Linked DNA regions of Mus musculus: all the other regions are linked to region 1. Evidence: chromatin contacts called from public promoter capture Hi-C data. All regions are on one chromosome and are shown on one strand. The core of a region is the stretch at or near the end of the contact, and the rest is flanking DNA. Distances in the headings are between cores, read along the strand shown. Region 1 holds the start of Mmgt1 (membrane magnesium transporter 1). Region 2 holds the start of Atp11c (ATPase, class VI, type 11C). Region 3 holds the start of Fam122b (family with sequence similarity 122, member B).

Region 1 (4,224 bases), core at 638-3,137:
TCAGCAACTCCAGCACTTACTTCAATTGCAGAATGTTACAATGGGAAAGTGAACAGAGTTGCACTGCCTCAGTTTCCTCTGTGGCAAATGGGAACGTGAAAGGTGAACAGGGTTTATTTCGTGTATGAACAGTGAGAGCTCTGCTATATCAAAGGTCACTATGGCAGAGATGAGCATGCTCCAGCACCATAGGATGCTATCTGCTGCCACAATTTCCCATGACACAACTAGTGTCAAAGGTAAATGGCAGTCTTTTGCCAGCACGAGCAGTGCAGAGGTCTTGCTTCAGTCCACAAGGCATTCTTAGCACTTGAAAAATATAAAAATCCAAAATCTTAATTCTACATCAAGCAGGACAATATTATTCTAGATGAAGTAGGACAATCCACTTCTAGATTAAATAGGACAATCCCTAATTCATAATGTACTCTAGACTTAAAATGACTTGTGTGAATGTATTGAGTCTGCTTAAAAAAATATGCAGGCAGAGTATATTTGAACTTACAGAGCCTGTAAGGACAGGGATAAAAGCAAAATCAATCCAATATCATATGCTGTTTGGATTAACCTTTTAATGACACACTTCTAGCTAACTTTCTTGTTTGAATGAAGTCTACTCTGGAAATTTAAGACTATCTTCAGCTAGGCATTTCTTCACTGGGAAAATGAGGCTGTTGGAGTTCAAGCAAGGGCCTTACTTGCTTTGTGACTATAGTAGAGCCAAAGCTTACTTCGAAAATAACCAGTACTCCAGTGTATCCTATTCTCCTCCAGGACAGTGCTTCACAAACTATAAATCACCCAGGGATTTATTAAAACGAATATTCTGATTCAACAGTTCTGAGGTGGAGCCTGAGTAGACACTAACAAGGTCCCAGGTGATGTCCACGATGCTGCTCTACTGACCACACTATGAGCAGCAAAGCTCTAAGGCACTTTCCCCAGGGTCCCACCAAATTACTACTCCCCATGAACATACATACACACATACATACACATACACACACACACACACACACACACACCTTTGGAACATTCACATTATCTTACTGCAATTATTTGTTGGCCCACTAGTTTTTCCACTAGTCTAAGAATTCCCTTAAAGGAATCAAGGAACCTCTAGCACCTAAAAGCAGAAGCAACTTCAATTATTGATCTGAGAAAACAAACAAAAACAAAAAACAAAAAAATACAAAAATAAAAACCCACCATACAGCACCGTTATCATTTGCCCAAGGTCACACAGATTTAACAGTTAAGCAAAATGTTAACAACCAACCTTTTAAACCAGTCCACTGCTCTTTCCCCGTGTCACAGTGCCTCCCTGAGGCAAGCGGTCACTTAACTTCTCCGTCTTTGCCTGGACAGCAGAGTGGCCGGGATGCTGTCTAGCTAGCTGTCACGATGCCACATGCATGCAAAGTTCTCAATTCCACACTTTGTCTTAGCTACCTAGGCTGCATATGGCATGTCGTGTCTGGAGTTCTGGGACAGAGTCCCGGTCTGAATTCTTTCTCAAACCTCAGCAACCTCTTCTGGCCGTCCTGCAATCTAGGTGTTCCTCAGCCATCTGATCTCAAGCCCTCCGCTGAGGACCCTGCACGGCTTTACTTAGTCACCCCGACCTAAAACGGCTCTCCTGCACTGGGTTCAACAGTCCCTTAGGGGAGCGCCCCCACAGCCCCTGGTGTCCCCCACGCGAGCGGTCCCAGTCCCTCAGTTACTTACGCTGCGCAGCTGAAAAGGCAGCGTGGGCTAGGGCAAAAAGCCCGACACCTACAAGCCCCTTCCACAGCGACGGCGCCATGATTCAGAAGGAGCGGCAGCCCAACAAAAGGAGACGAAGGGCGGCAGAGGTACTCCTCCTTTCACCGGCGGGCGTCCACGCGGCGCAGGAACATGACGTCACCAGAGCCCTGGGCGCGAAGTGCCGGCGGTGGCCAGACCCAGAGAGCCGCCGAGAGAACGCGGAAAAAGGAATGCCGGGAAGAAGGGGACAGCGACACGGAAAAAGGGCCTGAGGCCTCCTCTGCGACTGCGCAGTGCAGCTTCCCGGAGAGAGGCAGGGCTGAGTTGGGGGCGTGAAAGAACAGGCCGAGCGAGACCAATGGGGAGACGAGGTAGAGCGTCCGCAAATACGCGCCGGATTTGGAGAAGGGGCGGGACTTACGGAAAGGCCTGGGAGGAGAAGAAGGTGGGGCTGGTGGCGTTGCTAAATGGCTGTGGGCGTAGAACTCGAAAGCCTGGTACTTGGTATTTGATAATTGGTTAATTGATTTGGTTTTCCTCCCAACAGAGTCCTTTCCTTTCACTAAGTCTTTCTTATGCCTCTGGCCTCAGAAACGGTTACCGAGGCAGGTTGCAAGGGCATCAACGTGAGGAAGTAAATAAAGTGTAGAGAGTAACTTGGGGGGTATGGAGCCCTGAACTCTCGCATGTTGGGGACGCTCAGAGCATTGGTTCAACATCTTACCTTTCTGCTTTACGTTTCTATGAGCAAGATCCACACAAAAGAGAGTGTAGCACAGCGGGACTGTTTTGTCATGAAGAAAGCTAGAATGTATGAAGGGAGAATAAAGGGATGTTGGAAACAGTCTGATGAGCACACAACTGTAACCTTTCTCCATTTTTATCTTCATCTCCTAAAATGTAGGCATTCAGAAGGAGAGTTTTTCCTGGATCTCTTTTCGCTCTACTCTCAGCAAGCTCATTAGTTCATTTCCACTTCAGACCAGCTTAGTTTTTCCAGTGATTCCAAATCAACAACTTTACCTCAAATACCATAACTCCTTAGCTCCAGATCAGCATTCCTAGCTACTCACTGCTGAGTATTCATTTGCGTGTGAGTAAACCCTGTGGGCACGACATTTTTATGGCCAAAGGTAACTCACACCCTCAACTCTATATAAGTTACTTCAGTGCCCCTGGCTGAGTGGCACAGCTTTGTTGATGTCATATCACAAAATAAGTGTGAAGCCTGATTACCATTCTTTCCCATCAGTCTCCAAAGAACTGTGTCATCTGAATCAGTTGACTCACCAGTACCTGGTCAGTACTGCTGGTCCTTACCATGCCTTTGAAAGTTGAAGCATTCTCAGGTATGATCTCCTTATTCTATTCTGACTTTATATCATCTTCTAAACGATGTTATTTCTTTATTATGTTTGTTGGGTTGCTATTGTTTGCTGCCTCTCTTCCCACTCTAGGATGGGAGCTGCAAGAAGACAGCTTTCTCCCTCTCTAGAACATTGTCAAACAGCAGGCATTGCATACAAACATGTTGGATGAAGGGTGAACAACTGTTGGTGAAGAACAAAGAGTGTTTTTATCACTGAAAAGATCTTTACAGAGATTCAGTCTAGTTCTTAAAAGCCTGTGGTCTTTTGGTATGCTTAAGTTTCTTCAAATCTGAAAAACTGGATCCCATCACATTAAGTCATAGTCATCACTGTTCTCTGGACCCTCTACACACAGTGCTTGATCCATAGCAATTGCAGTAGCATATATTCCTTACAAAAGGACAAGTAACAATGAACTTCAGAATCAGAACAAGCCAACTCAACACTATTTAGTTGACAGGACGGTGCTTAAGAGGAGGAGTTAGGGGGAGGACTGAAGGGGTTTGCAACCCCATAGGAAGAACAACAGTATCAACCAACCAGACACCCCAGAACTCCCAGGGACTAAACCACCAACCAAAAAGTACACATGGAGAGACCCATTGCTCCAGCTGCATATGTAGCAGAGGATTGCCTTGTCAGGCATCAATGGGAGGAGAGGCCCTAGGTCCTGTGGAGGCTCAATGCCCCAGTGTAGGGGAATGACAGGGGGGGGTGTGGCAGGAATGGGTGGATGGGTGGGGGCACACCCTCATAGAAGCAGGCTGTAGGGATAGTGGGTTTGTGGAGGGGAAACTGGGAGGGGGGATAACATTTGAAATGTAAATAAATAAAATAACCAATAAAAATTAAAAATCACATCAAAATTTTGTTTTAGCTTAGATAATGGTCATATTTAAATGGAAATAAAACTTTTCCACTTGACCTAATAACAACTTTTCCATGTGATCTAATAACAAGTTATCTGAAGCAGAAAATGATTAATAAAATGTTAGAGGGTTTTGAGAGGGAGAAAGCGACAGACTCTCACTCTGTAGTCTCTGCAGGCCTCAGAATCATAAATGAAATTTTTGTGCTTTATCCTCCCACCCAGTGCTGGGGAACT
Region 2 (4,224 bases), core at 1,134-3,633, 3.8 Mb after region 1:
TTTAAATGTGTGTACTACTAAAAGAATGTACTCCCTGTAGATGACAATAGCAGAGTTTGAGGGATTTAAAATTTTCCCACCCCAGCCCCCAAATTTCAAGTCATTTTTTAGCAGTGAGACTTTGACAGTGTTTAATGGTATATTCAGTGCAATGATTTGCAGTTTAATTCCTTTCTCTAGGCCTAGGGCTCAGACAAAACTCCTAAGAACCTTCTAGCTTATGACAGTGGAACAAATTCCTAGGACTTATCACAGTCAGGGTTGTGCAGTAAAATGTGAACAGCTGGACATCTTAGTTGAAACAATGAGGTCAAAGCTCCCTTTAGCATGAGCAAAAGTGAGTCTCTGCAGAAATCTTGGGAGAGATGCAGAGTATCAGCAGGCTGGCACCTCAACAGCCACTGCAAATTCTACTGCATGCCCTAGCTTTGTGGGCCAGCACTGCTTACTTTTTACAGATACAATGCAGAGCACTCTTAGCAAAAGAACACCAAATGGGAAGTGCTTTTGGGTCAACACCGTTTGTTTAATTCCAAATGTCCAAAGTCTTCAAAAATGGGATGTCAGCATCTTTACTTTATGAATTTAATATGACCCAGAGAGCAGCTAGTGTCTAACATATGAGTGTCATGTGGAAAGGCTACCCTTTTGCTGAGCACTACAATTAGCTTTCGTGTCGCCTTTCCCTTTTTATCGCCCCAAAACAACACTTCCAAATCACGAGAGCCTATGTGAAACAGAACTAGGAGGTACAATGCTCTTTTACAGTCTCAGGCGAAATGTGAGAACAAATGTTAGTCACTTGCTTCAGCAAAGCATCCAACACAATCCACTGCCCATGGCTCTTGAGATCCTGCATGTACACACCGTTTCCTGCTCAGTGCCACAGGTAATAATTACCTCCACCTCCCTTTGCATGTTTCTGAGTGAAACAGACATCTGGCAAAACCTAAAAAGTATTAGTATACTGATATCCTAAAAGGGGATGCCTTAAGTGTGATTAAGCAGGGGACATTTGTGAAAGTTTCAGATATGGGGGGTGGGAAATGACAGCAAATTGTTCTGACCTATGAAAAATATGTCAGCAATGATTTAATTAGAAATGACTCCACAAAGTTACCAAATTGTCAAGTCCTTAAGTCTATCCTAAGACGGAATGGGGAAGCATTCTGCATTCTCCCCCTTAACTACAGGGAAAAAAATAAAAATTTTAGGATGATGGCTTTCTTTAATATCCGTGGCAGAAATAAAATCCTATTCCCTGACACCTCTTCTGGAAATTAGGGGAGTTGCTACAAACATCCTTTAAGTAAACTGCTCTACTTTACTCAGTTCTTAACATACCCTCTGAGTAAACAGGTTAATCCAAAAAGTCAATAGCAGCCAGAAATCGCTCCCTCCCAATCCCGTGCCACACTCCCCACAGAAATACAATTCCCTTTTCTGGGGGGCTTTAGAGGCGTGGAGAAGGTGGTCGGAGGAGTTCAGCTGCCGGGTGGATTCCAAGCCTGGAGCAGAGGGTGCTGCTCTGCGAGGCTTGAGCCCCAGGGTCTGTAAAGCTGGAACAGGCTCCCGCCGTCGCTGCTGGCCCCAGCCCATCGTGCCCACAGCCCTCGCTCTTTCTGTCACCCTCAAGGTGAGCTTGGAGGCTGAGTCCTCAAAGTTTGCCCAGTCTCTGGTCATCGGCCATGGCCCGGGCGAGGCTGAGCCCTGGTTTAGCCTCCGCTTCTCTCAGCCCCCTAGCTCTTCTTTTGGGCCACAGTGACAGGTCTAGGTTTACCTCCACGTGCTCGTGGCAGAGGAAACAAAAGAAAGCTTCCTCCCCGATAATTCAACGCCATCTTCCACTAATTGGGAAACTGAGCCCCCCGCCCCGGGGAGCCCCCCGCCCCGAGTTCCGCGCGTCTGTCACTCCGAGGCGATTCCCCAGGCTGGAGGCAGAGTTCCTCAGAGCCTCGGGGAACCTCAGCTGAAATGTCCCGGGGCAGGGGTGGGACGCCCGAGAGCCCCACCTGCCTCCCCACCCAGGCCACCCGGGGCGCCGGGTTTCCGCTAAAACGCAGAGGCGGGGGAGGGGGCTGGCGCGTCCCGCTCGTCCCCTCGCCCAGAGACTGCGAAGGAGCGGCGGGGGGCCAGCGAGCGGGCCACCGGGGTACGCGTGGAGCCGCGGCCAGTGTACTCACCAAACGGTTGAGGGTCCGGCGGAACATCGCGTCCGAGGCTGCGGGGTGCCAGGCTGGGCTCCGCTGGGCTGTCTGGGAAGGCGCCGTCCACAAAACACACTGCGGCGTGGGCCCGCGGCGCAAAGCGGACAGCTAGCTCGCCTGCCCTGTCGCCAGCCCGCTGCCGCCTGCCCTCCTGCCGCCTGCCCTCCTCGCCTCTGCGCGCCCCCGCCCCCGGCCGCCCAACCGCCCGCCCGCCCGCGCGCTCGCCGCCCCGCCCCGCCCCGCCCTCCCCGCGACCCGCCCCCAGCCCCGGCCCGCCCGCCTCGGGGGCGGCGGCCCCGTCGCTCCCCTTATCTGGCCCCAGCACCGCCCCGCGCTCCCGCCGCAGCCCGCCTCGCAGCGAGCCCGGCGCGCGGGGGAGGGATGGCGGACCGGCCGCTGCTCAGCCTGGCTCCCCGTCAGCGCCCGCCTCGGCACCCCGCGCCTCACGCTCGTCCTGCCGCTAAGCCCCCGGCCGAGTCCCCACTCGCCCGCTTCAGCGGTCGCCCGTCTCGGGCGTCCCCGCGCCTCGCCTGGCAGGACTCCCAGGGGTCTGTGAGGAGCCACGGTCTCCCTCACCCCGGCCCTAACTCGTCCGTTGGCGCCGCTTCGCTCGCAGTCCTTCCTCGGCCCCGCGCTTTCGCCCGCCCAGCACTTCTGGCTGAGGAGAGCCTCGGTGCGGCCCGCCTCGAGGCTTCCAGGCGTGCCCGCTTCCTGCCCGGGAGTGGCCGCTCTCTGAGGGACGACTCGGGACGAGCCGGGGACTAAGGGGACCCTGGCGCGGGCGGGCGGGCGCGGCGCGGGCGGCTGGAGTAGTTACAAAAGCCGCCCCCTCCAGGCGTCCCTCTTGGGTCCCACCTAAGCCGTCTTCACCTCGCAGTTGGGGTTGGGGCTTTGGGGCTTTGCGTTCCCTGTCGTCTGACTACCCCACCTAAGCCCGCTTACTTCCACTTTCTCTAGGAGGTTGTAAAGTCGGGCTTTGTGTCGTTGGTGCTGCGCAGCGGGGCGGGATTTCCCTGCCACCCTCTCCTTGATCGCCCGCCCTTTTCCACGCTCCTGGGGCACCCTGGGAGTTGTAGTCCAAGGGTTCGCTTGGACTGATATTGTGGGCTGGGAGCTCCCCCATATGCACGGCTCCAGTCAGTTCACAGGGTTGCAGAGGGAAGCTGCCCGAGGTTCTCCCTACCAGCTGCGTGCAGAAATCAGAAACACTGGGTAGATTCTTAGCTGTGGGAAATGTGATGAGGATAAATTACATAAAGCCCCGAATGCTGAAAGACTTTCCCAGAACTCAACATTTACGCCACAAGAAATCTTGCACGCCCTCAACTTGCTAACTTAACATTTGCATTTACAAAAGTTTAAAACTTAAAAATGAAAGCTTGGTCAAGTATTCCCTTGAACCTGGACAGTTCTCTCTGCTCCCACCCTTTTTTTCCACTACCTTCTGAGACCCGGCCCTAGGCTGTGAGCTGAGAACTTTCAAATTCTTCTATAAACATGTTGAAGAAGTAGGTAAAGGGAGCTCTTCTCTACGGAGAGGCGAGTTCTCTCAACAACCTGGAAAGGTTGGGCTCAGCTATTCCCTCGACCTAATGTGAACTCCTGAAGGGCTTTTATTGTGAGGCGGCTAGGGCACTACCACATTTTACCCCTTGAAGGATAGTTTGATTTCAGCATTTACTTGGGTGTTTTTTTTTTATTTGTGTGTTTGTTTGTTTCCTAGAAACTGGAAACAGCAATGTGTTAAAAGACCTCCCTAGTAGGCCGAAGTGAAGTTACAAACTACAAACACATAAAACCTACACATTTGAATGTAATGATTTCTAATGTCAAAGGAAACAGGGGAGAGGATAATGTCTTTACAAAGGATCCGGGGAAACTCCTGAAAACCATGCAATTTTCACTGGGCGAGACCTATAAACAGAGCTGCAGGAGATTAACCCAGGCCTAGGAATGTGGGAAGGCTTTGGAGGAGCCCAGGGAACAAAGTCCTGGGTAGAGAAGGAGAGGTCAGTTG
Region 3 (4,224 bases), core at 885-3,384, 3.3 Mb before region 1:
GCTATCTTTCAAGTAATTACTTAAATTGTGGTTCACAAAACAGTGGGTTTTTTCCTCAATTGTCTAAATGCAGGTCAGTGGGACAGCCCAAGGCCTTAGCAATGGCTTGTTTACCAGACTTTCGCAAGACAAGGAGAGAGAAGGTGGGGTATCCACGAGAGACAAAGGGCACAGCTTCCCCTTAAATACCCCAAAACCCCTTGATGATACCATGGACAACATCATCAGTCACGTCATCATTCCCTCGGCTTCAAAATCGTATTTAAATCTAGGGGAAAAATGTACTTGCCTCTCTGTCAAAGACAGATGTTATAATCAGTTCAATTGGAGGCAAAGCATTATCAAGTCTTCAACTGTGCTTGAAGAAAGGTTTGGGGCTAATATTACTCCCATCCTCTGCTCTGTCCTGAATTAATGCCCTCTCTGTGGGGTCTCGAAATTGACCTCAGAAGAATTGTCTACTTACAAAAGTGGAATACAATAGTTCATTTAGGCGAGCCAACCAGCCTTCACCATCACAAGCTTCCACCTGAAACTCCCTGCTGTCTTGTTCATACAAAAACACAATATCTTGTCACTAAAATTAAAGGAGTGATTTTCCCCATTATTTTCTCAAACCTGTGTTTGACTGACTTAAGCTAGAAACCTTCTCTCTCTCTCCTTTTTTTTCCATTATAACGCATTTCAGGCAGCTTCAAAAACTATAAACACTGTAACAAATCCAAATCACTTAACAGGATACGACCACACCATGGAATCCCAAGTTATTAGATAAACTGTGATTTCTTAAAGCAAACCTCTGTTAATGCCAGGGTTCCTAAACTCAGCTTAGAAACAGCACCTCTTAGAGACAGGCGTCAAGTTACAAGCCTAATTCAGGGGATTCAGCCTGATTTGCCCTGATGGAAATAAGCCAGGGCAAGCAACCTGTCAGCTGAGCCAGGTTTCTACTACGTACATTCTCTTTTAGAACTGCACAGCAAGGCCCCCCCAGGTACAGGGAGGGTCCCTTTCTCAGACATGGCCAGAGTGTGAGGTCAAACTTTCCCTCCATCTAGGAAACCAAGTCACTATTAAGAAAATAAGACCTCAACCCCTCAGTTTGGAGTCTAGATGAACTCGAACTGGCACTTTCGGGAAGGAAGACTTCTTGCCCAGGGACAAACCTCTGATCCCCACACTCCGTCCTCCCCAGTCCAGCTCACCTGAGCACATGGATCAGGGGAGCACTGTTGGACCGTCTCAGGGTGGCCCCCTCAGATGTGTCAGCCTCAAAATCCAGATCCATTTTCTCCTGAGCCATTCGGATACTTGCTAGGCAACACAGCCGGCAGTGCTCTCGGCTCCTGGTGCTTTGCTATGGACTCACTGCAGGACTGAGCTGCTGGGGACTGGCAGCTGGGGGCGGGGGCTAATGGGCGGAGGCTTGGGAGCGAGGGCGGAGAAAAGTAGGAGAGGAGGATGCAGATGAGGAAGGATGTGGAGGGCGGGCGGAGGAGGATATAGAGCTGGTGTTGGGAGGGTGACAGGATGAAAAAGGGGATGGAGGAAAGACAAAGGTGGGAGAAAGAAAAAGAGGCACAGGGGTTGATAAAGGATAGATGGAAATGCAGGGCATAGCACTAATGAAAGAGCATAGAAGTGGGAAAGGAGGAAAAAGGTCAGGGTGAAGGGGCACAGGGATGGGAAAAGAGGAGGAGGGAGAATGTGGAAGCACAGGAGAAGAAAGGGGAGGAAACTAGGCAGTGGCAGAACTCAAGCTGTCATTTTTCCCGCCTAGGACCGCAAGCGCGGCTCGGCTACATTTACAGAGGCTGCCTTTGCAGCGCTAGCAATGAGGACTTGACAGCTGGCCAGGCGGCCTCGGCTGCCCCACCTCCACATGCTCAGGGTCTCTGTCCAGTCCGCCATGCTCTGGGCCCCGGTCCCCGGGGCCCCTCAGCGCAGGGATGGCGCTTTTCACTCCCTGGTCCCTGCCCGCCTGCACGACTCAGAAAAGGGATCGGCCCTCTGCACCACCGCGGCGCTGCTTCTATCTCTTATTGGCTCTAATGACCCGCGGGACCCTCTGGAGCTCAAATTGATTTCTATAACCTGCCGCCTCTTTTGCCTCCCACGCTTCAGAAATGGGAGCCTCCGAGGGGCCAGCTCTTCCGCATCTTGTCGCCCATTGGGCACTGCGCATGCGCCTTACGGCTGCTCCAATGATCCTGGGGCCAAGGCGCAGGCGTAATAGCCTCTCTCCGCAACCCGCCTTCAAAGGGGCGGGGCGTTTCCAGGGGGGCCCAAAATCTTCCTGCGTGGCATTGGTCCGGGAACCCTGGCGCCGTATTTCGAAAAGAGCCAATAGTTTGGAGACTGAAGCCTCAGTTTTTAGTAGTTTGGACTAATATTCAAGTGAAAGCGATTTTCACGTTATTTCACTACAAATTTGTATTCTGACCTTTGTGATCCACAGGCACTTTAAATATTTTTTTATGTGAAAGTCTTTGTGTGGGAATATGCGCGTGCGTGCATGCGTGCATTCCCATGGAGGTCAGAGAGGTCATTGGATCTCCTGGAGCGGCAGTTGAAGGCCGTTGTGAACTGCTCAACATGGGTTCTGGGATTAGAACTCGAGTCTCCTGTAGCAGCAGCAAGCACCGTTAACCTCTGAGCCATCATCTCTTCAGCCCCCCCCCCCCTTTACTAAATTCCTCAGCTCCATTAGACAAAAATAAAAGATTTGTTTTCTTTCCAAGGCTTATGGAGATTCTAGCAATCATAATATGATGCATGTGACAGCTGAAATTAATTTTAAAAACATTCATGGCACTTACTACATGCAAGGAAGTATTATAACAACTGAAAAAATATTAAATCATCTCATCTTAACCACACAAATATCTCTTCCTAGATACTTTTCAATCACCCAAAATTACAAAGTATGGGAAATATAATAGTTACGAAATTGGTTTGAAAATTAGCAAAACAGGGCTAGAGAGATGGCTAGAGAATGTTTGAGAGCTCTTGTTGCTCTTCCAGAAGACCTGAGCTGAGTTCTCAGCATCCATCTCAAGCAGTGCTTAAGCGCCTATAAGTGGTTAAGAGCATTTGCTGCTCTTGTAAAAAACAGGAGTTCAGTTTCAACCATCCACGTCTGGTGGCTCACAACCACACTGAATTTCAGCTCAAATGGGTCCAATGTTCTATTTTAGCGTGCGTGCACACACACACACACACACACACACACACACACACTACTTTTTTTTTCTATCTAGCAAAAATAATTTTCTCTTCAATTTGGTTGCTCCATAATAAAGTTAACCTATACAATTGTCATTTTACACCTCAACATTTATGCTTTCTGATTATAAAATGTGAATTTGTGTATTTATTTGTTTGTTTTGTGTATATGGATGGTATGGCCCACATCTGAAGCTAAATAAACAACTGGAGGAAGCCAATCTACTTCACCATGTAGGTCCCAAGGGTTAAACTCAAGTTGTCAGGCTTGTCAGGAAACTCCCTTATCCTCACGATCCATCTTGCTGGCCATATTGCGAAGATGTACAAAGAAGTTTTGGATAGATTCTCTATTATTTTCTTGGTAAAAGTTATTTAATCGTGTTTACTCTTTAATTGAGCTGATTGAAAATTTAAAATTTAAAGACATTAGGCAAATTAAATTTATCGGAGTTTATTTAACCAAAGAAATGACTCATGGTTGTGCAAAACTCTGAACTAGTAAAGATTCACAAAGCCCCTCACAACAACCATGTCCTTCTGTTTTCCAGCTGCATTAAAAACATCTCAGTAGTAGGGGCTAAGGTGGGAGGATTGTGAGTTCAGGTCTGCTTGAGTTACATAGAAAAAAAATCTGAAACTTTCTTAAATAAAACAACACAAACAAAGAAAGATGAACTCTCTAACACTGCATGCTACTCTGAGACAAAAGGATGGACCATCTAGAGACTGCCATATCCAGGGATCCATCCCATAATCAGCCTCCAAACGATGACACCATTGCATACACTAGCAAGAATTTGCTGAAAGGACCCTGATATAGCTGTCTCTTGTGAGACTAGGCTGGGGTCTAGTAAACACAGAAGTGGATGCTCACAGTCAGCTATTGGATGGATCACAGGGCTCCCAATGGAGGAGCTAGAGAAAGTACCCCGGAGCTCTTGACTCTAGCTGCATATGTATCAAAAGATGGCCTAGAGTCGGCCATCACTGGAAAGA

Evidence for each region. Promoter capture Hi-C pulls out the DNA fragments that hold promoters and counts their contacts.
Region 2: a contact with region 1 is called in a promoter capture Hi-C map of pre-B cells. The contact joins the promoter of Atp11c here to the promoter of Mmgt1 in region 1. A contact is called at or near these places in 2 of 39 promoter capture datasets (erythroid cells and pre-B cells).
Region 3: a contact with region 1 is called in a promoter capture Hi-C map of cranial neural crest. The contact joins the promoter of Fam122b here to the promoter of Mmgt1 in region 1. A contact is called at or near these places in 2 of 39 promoter capture datasets (cranial neural crest and pre-B cells).

The regions. Positions count from the first base shown.
Region 1 is chrX:56,596,057-56,600,280 of GRCm38.p6, forward strand. It overlaps Mmgt1 (membrane magnesium transporter 1), which reads right to left and starts at 1,888. Exons shown (of 4, transcript NM_146234.4): 1 at 1,729-1,888. The coding sequence starts at 1,807. It overlaps Gm36239 (a long non-coding RNA gene), which reads left to right and starts at 2,136. Exons shown (of 3, transcript XR_386934.2): 1 at 2,136-2,246; 2 at 3,002-3,098; 3 at 3,207-3,600.
Region 2 is chrX:60,401,622-60,405,845 of GRCm38.p6, forward strand. It overlaps Atp11c (ATPase, class VI, type 11C), which reads right to left and starts at 2,384. Exons shown (of 30, transcript NM_001037863.2): 1 at 2,184-2,384. The coding sequence starts at 2,210.
Region 3 is chrX:53,267,671-53,271,894 of GRCm38.p6, forward strand. Fam122b (family with sequence similarity 122, member B) reads right to left here and starts at 2,135. Exons shown (of 9, transcript NM_001166365.2): 1 at 1,206-2,135. The coding sequence starts at 1,303.